2 separate regions of the Mus musculus genome follow, and region 2 is linked to region 1. A link is a contact called in public Hi-C data. All regions are on one chromosome and are shown on one strand. The core of a region is the stretch at or near the end of the contact, and the rest is flanking DNA. Distances in the headings are between cores, read along the strand shown. Region 1 has its middle 11 kb from the start of Gm34965. Region 2 has its middle 63 kb from the start of Gm35284.

Region 1 (4,331 bases), core at 918-3,417:
GAGGTGACCACTCAGACACGGTGTATGGCCACTGAAAGTCTTTATTCCAGCTGTCTATAGCCACATCCAAGCATTTGGGGACCTGGGCCTGAGTGTCCAGAGCACATGAGATTTTTTTTTTTAAAGACAGAAAGTACATCCTTGCCTCTCAGTCTGCAGCTGCAGGGGTCTTCGAGAAGCAAGCAGTTTTGGCAGAAACTAAGAGAAGCAGTTAGCTGGAGGGAGCTCCGAGTGGACAGGCAGCTTAACGGAAGCTAAGTTAGCTAGGACATTCTGACTTTTGGTCCCTAGAAGAGTTGGGTAGTGTTCCATGGGATTCTCCATTAAGGAGAATTAGTTAACTAATTAGATTCTAGTTACACCTGAAATGACCTCAGAAAGAATGCAAGATTGGGGAACCTCCTTTGGGTTTGGGGCAGTACATTCTGTGCCGTTAGCATGATGACAAGTTAGCATGATGACACATTACCTAACAATGCCTTTATTAAAACATCAGACATGATGTAAGTGATATGTAACTGTAATATGTTACATATATATATACACACATACATACATACATACACAATATGATAAGTATGTGCATATGAGTGTGTGGACGAGCATGCATGTGTGCCTGTATTTATGTATTTGGGGAAAAAGAGAGAAAGGGGACAGCTGGCTCATGTGATAGCTGAGAATGGCTGTCTGAACTCTGCAGAGGCCCCAAGAGACCAGGAGGGACTGGTCGTGCAGTCTTGAGTCTGAAGGCCAGTGTGGGCTTAACTTCCTTTTCCTAGCATGGCCTCATTCTTTCTGGCCTTCAACAAGTTAGAAGAAGCCCATCTCAAATGGAGTGCCATTTCAGACCCCACTGATGTGACCAGGAATCTCATCTGTAACCCCTTCCCAGCAACACCCTGATCTGTATACATATGCCCAGGCATATGGGAATCTTGGCCTCATTATATAAAAATATGTGGCAGGAATCTTCCTGAGTGAGAAGCAGAGAGCCTGGCCAGGGGCTGGCATCAGTCACATGGGCGTACCAATGGGGGAATAGATGGGTCAGAGAGCTGGAGTCAGCTTGGCTTTCTCCTCTGGGTCTGGTCTAGGTGATGGAGAGAGGAGCCTAGTAGACCTGTAGATACCACGGACAGTGCCGCTGCCTCTGTACTGATGTATGTTCGCAGGAGATGGGACGGTGGATGGGGAGTGGACTGACTGTTAGAGACTGTTACCAGGTGGGTTGGAAGAGCTGGTGGAACCAGATGCGACACATTCTGGAGGAGGTAGGAGCTCTGAGAAGTCACTAGCTACTGGAAACTACCCATCTAATGGGCTGGGTAGCCACTGCTGCTGTGGAAGTGGGCTAGTTGCCAAGAGTGGGCCACTGTAGGCTGAGTCCTGCCTTCTTGATGGCCTCTGCTCCCCACTTCTGCTTTAGCCTGCCCTCCGTCCTGGTGTACCTTGAAGGAAGGACCACACCAGATGCAACACCTCCATATCAGACTTCCCAGCCTCCAGGGGACCCTGAGAAATGAGTTTCTTTATGAACCACTCAGTCTGTGACAGTCCAGCATAGCAGCCAAAGCTGTGGCCACCAAGGCACACTGCCACAATCGTGGGTCTGGGGAGGGAGGGAGGTGTGGGTGTGACTGTTTTAGATAGTCTACCCCATTCCCCTCTAGGGCACTGGATTGCTATAGAAGCCTAACAGGGAGTCCTTGTTGGCAGGAGGAAGGTGGATGAAAAGGAATTGGTGCACAGGAGTGGGGTTGGGTGTGGTGTGGTCAGGTAGTGGGGTGGGGGTGAGGTTGCTGTCTCTTTGCTGCAGTGTCTCTGAGGGTTGTTTCCATGGCAGAAAGTTTCCCTGGGTCCTCTCTGTGTTGGCTGCTGGTGCTCTTCTTGAGGTACCACCTTTCCACAGACTTTTCAGCCGGCTTCCCTCCCCCCCCCCGCACCCCCCCTCCAGAAAGTCGGTGCTGTTCTGAGGTAAGTAGGAACAGCAGAGAAGCCAGGCTGGTAGCATCTCCGACCTGCTGGGACCCGCCACCTGGGAGCAGCTCTCTTAAATCAATTTGGAAATCTCTTCCATGTAACACAAATGGACTTGTCAGGGGAATAGAAATCGCTGCCAAGTCCCTACCTCGAGTGGGATGAAAAATTAGATGAATCTGCAAAAAGCAGTCAGCAGGCGGCTTCCTCCCCTGCCACAGAGACTCAGGAGGACTGGCAGTAGGGATGTGGTATGGTGGAAACTTCAGAGCTGAACAGGGACTTCCTGTTCAGGGGCTGCCATGCTGTAGGGGCCGGGAGCTTTGGTCATGTGACCTGAGTTGCCTGAGCCTGTAGCCTAATGCTGGTGTAGTAGCTCCTAGCTGGGCTGTGGAACACTTCCAAGATCCTCCTGTATCGTTGTACTGAGAGGGGGGTGGATGAAGGGTAGGAGGCCAGGCTCCTTTTCCTGAGAGTCCTCAGCCTGGAGGGCAGGAGCATCTCCAGGCCCTGCCTGCAAGCAGACCTCTCTGCTCTTTGCGTAGCTCATAAAGTGATACAGAAAGGGCAGGCAGGCATGAAGGTCCCTGCTTTCCTTCATTCAGGACTGCTAAGCATTTGCCACGGTGATACATAGAGCCAGACAGTGCTGTCCAACACGAAGGATGCCCAGGGTTCCGTCCCCAGCACCTTAGCTATTAGGCTTGCTAGCACACTCTTGTAACCCCAGCTTCCCCTTGGGAGGTGGAAGCAGGAATCCAAGGACATCCTTGCCTCCATAGTGAATTTGAGACCAACCTGGACTATAGGAAATGTGTTAAGAGGAAGGAAAGGAGGAGGAAGAGGAGAGGGAGGGGAGGAGAGAGGAGGTTGTTATTCACCATCATTGGTAGATTTTGGCTATGATGATTATCTCTATTTCTACCCCCTGTCCACCCACCAATGGTTCTGGTTATGACTGTCCATAGAGAATCCTGCAGGCTGTGTGGAACTCCACACAGTTCCTAGGTTGTGTGCCCAAATTTCTGTTCTGAAGTCTATACCCACTTACTCTCTTAACCACAATGTGGGCTACATCAGTTTTATAGAACTCTTGCCTGCACTAAGACTCTCTTCTTGATATTTTTCAAGTGGCTATAAAGTGGGACACATTCCTCTTTTTGTAAAGTGCAGTACCTGATTGACATGTTGGCTAGGGGAGTGCACTTCCCAGAATCCCATGTATGTTTCTACCTCAAGAGCCACAGGGTCTCTTATGGAGGCTGTGTGGGCAGGAATCATGCTCTCTATCTCGATAGAGGAGTCATCTGTCCTCACAGACTGATCTGCCTTAGGAGTAACAGTTAGGACCAAGCCCCGGCTCTCCTCTTCTCCCCACCCCTCCCCCATTTCCTCATCTCAGTTGTGGAGAAGGCTCAGCTTCGGCAGTGTACCACCCAAGTCAGAGACCTTGTAAGTCAAGGGTGTGTCCACTCTTGCAGACTCTGCTCATGCTGTGGTCTACAGTATCTGCTTGCTATCTCCATCATAAAGCCTTCCTTCTCCTTCCTCCTGACCTGTGGACTGTAAGCTCCAGTTCTAGGCACAAAGATGACATTCCTGGGGGACTGCTTAGCTAGCGCTATGGCAGACCACAGAGAAATCTATAGCAGCCTCCATCACTTCCTACCATTATCTCCTTTGAACTAGCTCCTTCTCCCCACTAGCCCCTCCTTCATCACCTCCTTTCCCATCTCCTCCTCCCCATCACCACCTCCCCTATCATCTCATCCTCTATCACCTCCTCCCCCATCACCTCCTCCCCATCACCTCCTCCCCATCACCTCCTCCTTCACCTCTTCTTCCTCATCACCTCCTCCCATTAGCTCCTTCCCATCACCTCCTCCCCATTACCTCCTCCTCCATCACCTCCTTTTCCCCCTTCCTCATCACCTTCTTCATTGCTACCATCAATCACCTTACCATCGCTTCTATACGTCTCTGATCTTCTGTTGATTTAAAAATCTATTAAACAAGCCAAGGGATTTAACTCAGTTGGTTAGATTCTTGTTTAAGAGGTACAAGGCCCTGAATTTGATCACCAAGCACCCCCAGAGAAACCCCTAACTCTGACAGTTAAGCCACAGCAAGAAACCCCCAAATCCCAAACTACTGCTTACTTGTGATTGGATCGTACACGGACATGGGGCAAACAGTGGTAGAGACGGTTATCCTTCTGCCTATCTCTGTCCCTGTCCAGCCCTCACATTTTCTCAGAAGCACTTTCCAAGCATCCCCAAGCTTCTAGATGTTGGGAATTTTTGGTTTTTATGCTTCCGTGCATATGGGAACATCACAAAGGCAGTCTTGTTTTA
Region 2 (4,481 bases), core at 1,028-3,527, 370 kb after region 1:
TTGTGTGTGTGCTCCTGTTGTGAGCTATACATCATGCACATTTCATTGATATGCATGTTGTATGTGGTATAGACGTGCATATTCCATATGTTAGGTACATTGTATGCTTGTGTGTATTATGTTCATGGTATAGGTGTACATGTGCATTTTCTAGATTGTGTGTTACATGCAATGTGTTTGGTATACGCATGGTGTATGTAGGGATGTGCTTTTGTTAAGATTGGCAGTTGTGATGCAGCCTGTCCAGTTAGATTTGAATTTCAGATGGACAACTGGTATTAGTTGGTGCTGTGTGTCATGGAATATTTATATACTGCCATGCCAAAAACTTTATTCATGTCACCTACTCTTTACTCGTCAGCCCCGACCACCCTTGACTGTGTGTTTGGGCAGACAAGGTTTCATCCTGATTCACTGTGTACCCTCAGGCAGCTTAGCCAAGGAAACTGCTGTCACTGGCTTATCGGTCTTGCTCATTACAAGGCACAGATCATGTGTCCCAGCTGCAGGGAGCCGTGTGGACTCCTCTGTGGGCTCCTGTGAGAGAAGGCAGTCTCTCTGAGGTCCCCTGCAGTACCATCCATCTCTATAAACACGTGTTCAGCTTCTACCCATGTTCTAGTGTTGGCAACCACAAAGTTTACCCACCCTCTTCCCTGGATGAACCTAAAAAACCAAATTCCTCTACCTGCATGCCTCTCTGACATCTCAGTGATAGGCATGATGATCCTCTCCTTCCTCAGGCTCCACTAGCCTGGGACATAATTTCCTCTGCTTCTTCCCAGCAACTCCCAGGAAAATTCTCCCTGGCTTTCTGTGCCCTGTGGCCTTCACTTGGTGTGAGTGTCCTGTGTTCTGTCTGGCTTGCTCAGGCAAAAGTCTTGACTACTTCTGTCCCAGAGCCCTCCTGGGTCTGTGTTCAACAGCTACCCACAAGGCATGGCTTCCATATGCCAATCAAGCCACCTTCCACCAATCAGAACCAGAACCACCCCCTTCCTTGAACATTCACTTCCATCAGCACTCGGCTCGCGTGGGTGTGGCCAGAGGAAGCAGCCCTGGCTATGGAGGCAGATGGAAAACATCCTCTTCCTTTATGAGGAACGTGACGTGGGCTGAGTATGCCCCAGAAGAGACCTTCAAAACCTGCTTCCCAGATCTAGAAAGTTGGCCTTGCTTGGACACAGGGTCTGTGAAAATGTATTTAAACTAAGAACAGTAAGACAGATTAGGTTAGGCTCCGGGTATGATGACAAATCCTTACAGGAAAAGATGACAAGCTGTGCTGGAGACTGAGGTTGGAGCTATAAGCCAATGGCTTCTAGAGCCACCAGGGATGGGAGGATATGAGAGGGATTGTCCTCTAAGGCCTGGCCCTGGTCACCTCTCTGTGATAATTTGAATGCAATGTGTCCCATAAATGTCAGGAAGTTAAATACTTGGGTCCTAGTTGGTGGATGTTTGGGGATGGCTATGAGATACAGTGGCCATGCAGGGGGAGGTCTGTCACTGGAGGCAGGTTTTGAGATTTTAGCTACCTTTCTCTGTTTCATGCTTGTGGTTGAAGATGTGAACTCTTTATTGCTGCTCCTGCCACCTGTCACCTGCCACCTGTCACCTGCCACCTGTCATCTGCCACCTGCCATCTGTCACCTGCCATCTGTCACCTACTTGCTACCCGTAACCTGCCACCTGTCACTTGTCACCTGTCACTTGTCACCTGTCACTTGCCACCTGCCACCTGTCACTTGTCACCTTCTACTTGCCACCTGTCACTTGCCACTTGCCACCTGCCAACTCCCAACTGCTACCTGTCACCTGCCACCTGCCATCTTCTACCTCTGCTCTTCTACCGTGGATGCTAACCCTCTAGAACTCTAAGTTCCAATTAAACTCTTTCTTCTATAAGTTGCCTTGGTCACTTTGTTTTATCACAGAAATAGAAAATTAATGAATACAATCCTTGTTTTCATAATGGTAGAGAATCAATTCCTGCTGTCTCAAAAATACATAGTGTGAGCCAATCTGTTCTGGCAGCTACAGAGTGTGCAATTAGTCAGAGAGAAACAGTTAATCAGACACCCCATCACTGGCCACATGTGGACTAAGTGCATTTGTCCCAAGAAATACAAATCTTAGAATAAAAAGTCTCCCTTGAATGAGTGAATGTGCCCCCAAACACACCATGAGACACTTGATAGTAGCAACACAGCCTCTAGTTATGCTCAGGCTTCGAGCAGGCCCTTTCTTGATGCATTTGGTCTCCATAGCAACTCCAGGATATCTGTTTCTCTTTATGAGCAGCCCGAGTCGTGGGCATTTATGTAGAATCTGAAGCCAGGGGTAGCTTAGAGGAATGCAAGACTCTGGGGGCAGGGAGGCACCTTGCAAATTTGTAGTGTTTGATCTAAGCCTATGGAGCAGGTGGGAAGTAGATGTTCATAGCAGAGGGATGAGCATCAAGGCCAGGGAGCATAAAGAAGAGTGTGGGTGAATCACATTGGTGAGAGGAGACCACAGGCCTGGGCAGGAACTGGGACTCTGGTCACATGCTGTAGAGAAATAGAACCTCTTTCCTTTGGGTATTGGGAGGGGAGACACAATAGAAGAGGGTACCAGCTAGGCAAGAGAGGAGTGCCCTGGTGTCTGGGTGCAGAGTGGCCTGCAGGGGAGGCAGGAGGAGGGAGGCAGAGAGGACCATGTTCATCAGGAAAGAAGGCCTGTGCTGCCACATGGTCGTGCTATGGGATGGCTTTACCAGGTCCAGCTGCCTGGGCACTTGGGTGACTCAACACTTTGCAGGACACCAGTTGCCAAGGTGTCTAATGCCACTGCTGTCCCCATGGTAGACCCGAATGGCTGGACAAGGAACTGGTTCTTTGTCTTCTCAAGCTAGTAGTCACTGTCAAGATGATCTTGGGGAATAACACAGTCAGTAGGGTTGGACAGATGGGGTGAGCATACAGGAGGAGTTACAGACGCCAGGGCAAGATTCCATGTGCAGTAGGGGTGTGGATTTGTACCCTGAGCTGTTCCGTTTTAGGTCACCAACTGGGACAACAGTGTATGTACTGTGTATATGTATGTGTGTGTATGTATGTGTATGTAGAATGTATATGTGTGTGTATTGTGTGTGTGTATGTGTGGATACAAATGTGTGTTTATATGTAGAATGTATATGTGTGTGTATTGTGTGTGTGCACACACATGTGTGTGCATGCCTATGTAAGCATGCTTGTGGTAGCCAAAGGTGCATGTCAGGTAATATACAGGTTAATTTTATATAAACCTGATACAAGTTAGATCATCTGGGAAGGAAGAACCTCAAGTGAGAAAATACACCTGCCAGGCTGGGCTGTGGTGCATTTTCTTGATTGAGAATTGATGTGGGAGAGCCCAGTTTCCTGTGGGTGGGGCCACCCCTGGGCTGGAGGCCCTGGGTTCTAGAAGAAAGCAAGCTGAGCAAGCCCATGATGAGCAACCCAGTAAGCAGCACCCATCCTTAGTCTCTATCAGTTCCTGCTTGACCTTCTCCAGTGACCTCTCTCAGTGGTGGAACACGATGCAGAGCCACAAGATGGAACCCTCTCTTCCCCAACTTGCCTCTGGTCATTGTGTTTGATCACAGGGATGGGTGCATTAACCAAGGCAAGGCTTTTCCTCCATCGCTCTCCATCTTTACTTAAAACAAAAACCTTTTATTGGATTTGTTCCTTGACAGTTTCATATATGTATATGTTTCATTCTGATACTGTAACCCCCCACCTCATCTCCCTCCCACCCCAAGACAAACCCTTCCCTGTAAAAGTCCCTTTGCCGCCTGGCGTGGTGGCGCACACCTTTAATCCCAGCACTCGGGAGGCAGAGGCGGGCGGATTTTTGAGTTCGAGGCCAGCCTGGTCTACAAAGTGAGTTCCAGGACAGCCAGGACTGTACAGAGAAACCCTGTCTCGAAAAAAACAAAAAACAAAAAACATAAAACAAAAACAAAAACAAAAGTCCCTTTGCCACGTTCATGCCTTTTTTTTTTTCTTCAAGGCCTGTTGTATTTAACTAGGGCCATCTATGCAACCATGAGTTTGGGACTTTCCCTCAAAACCTGATTCGACCTTTAGTGAATTCACAACTGAAGACAGTGACTTCCCTTCCCCCAGGATACATCCGTTGCAAGTGGTTCAGGTGGGAGTGATGGTTTGAGGGCTCAGCCCCAAGCAGGATATTAAGACCACTTCCTCTAAGAGAACATTATAGAAGAGACAGCAGGGAGAATTGAGTGGAAAAGCCTGAAGATAGAAAGGAATACTGTCTGGGGCTCGATGTAGTCCATGCAGCCGTGATCCCAGTAGACCTACACAAGATTGAATTCGTCAATTGTCATTCATTCATTTACTTTTTTTGTGACAAGGTCTCTCACGGAACCTGGAGCTTACCGATTAGGAGAGACTGACTAGTCGGGGCGCCCACGGGGTCCTCCTGCTTCT

Evidence for each region. A called contact is a pair of places that touch in the nucleus more often than the background predicts.
Region 2: a Hi-C map of cortical neurons shows a contact between it and region 1, with 2.8 times the contacts expected there. The contact joins two enhancer-like sites. A contact is called at or near these places in 1 of 484 Hi-C or Micro-C datasets (cortical neurons), 1 of 115 datasets of contacts at active chromatin or transcription factors (astrocytes) and 1 of 9 other capture datasets (embryonic stem cells).

The regions. Positions count from the first base shown.
Region 1 is chr15:86,591,419-86,595,749 of GRCm38.p6, forward strand. No RefSeq gene overlaps it. Among named protein-coding and RNA genes, the nearest start is that of Gm34965, 11 kb to the right of the region's middle. Within about 2 kb of position 2,168, at least 10 of the 459 cell types and tissues checked have an H3K27ac peak or open chromatin away from gene starts, as enhancers often do. A contact at or near this core is called in cortical neurons, where this site is marked.
Region 2 is chr15:86,961,439-86,965,919 of GRCm38.p6, forward strand. No RefSeq gene overlaps it. Among named protein-coding and RNA genes, the nearest start is that of Gm35284, 63 kb to the left of the region's middle. Within about 2 kb of position 2,278, at least 3 of the 459 cell types and tissues checked have an H3K27ac peak or open chromatin away from gene starts, as enhancers often do. A contact at or near this core is called in cortical neurons, where this site is marked.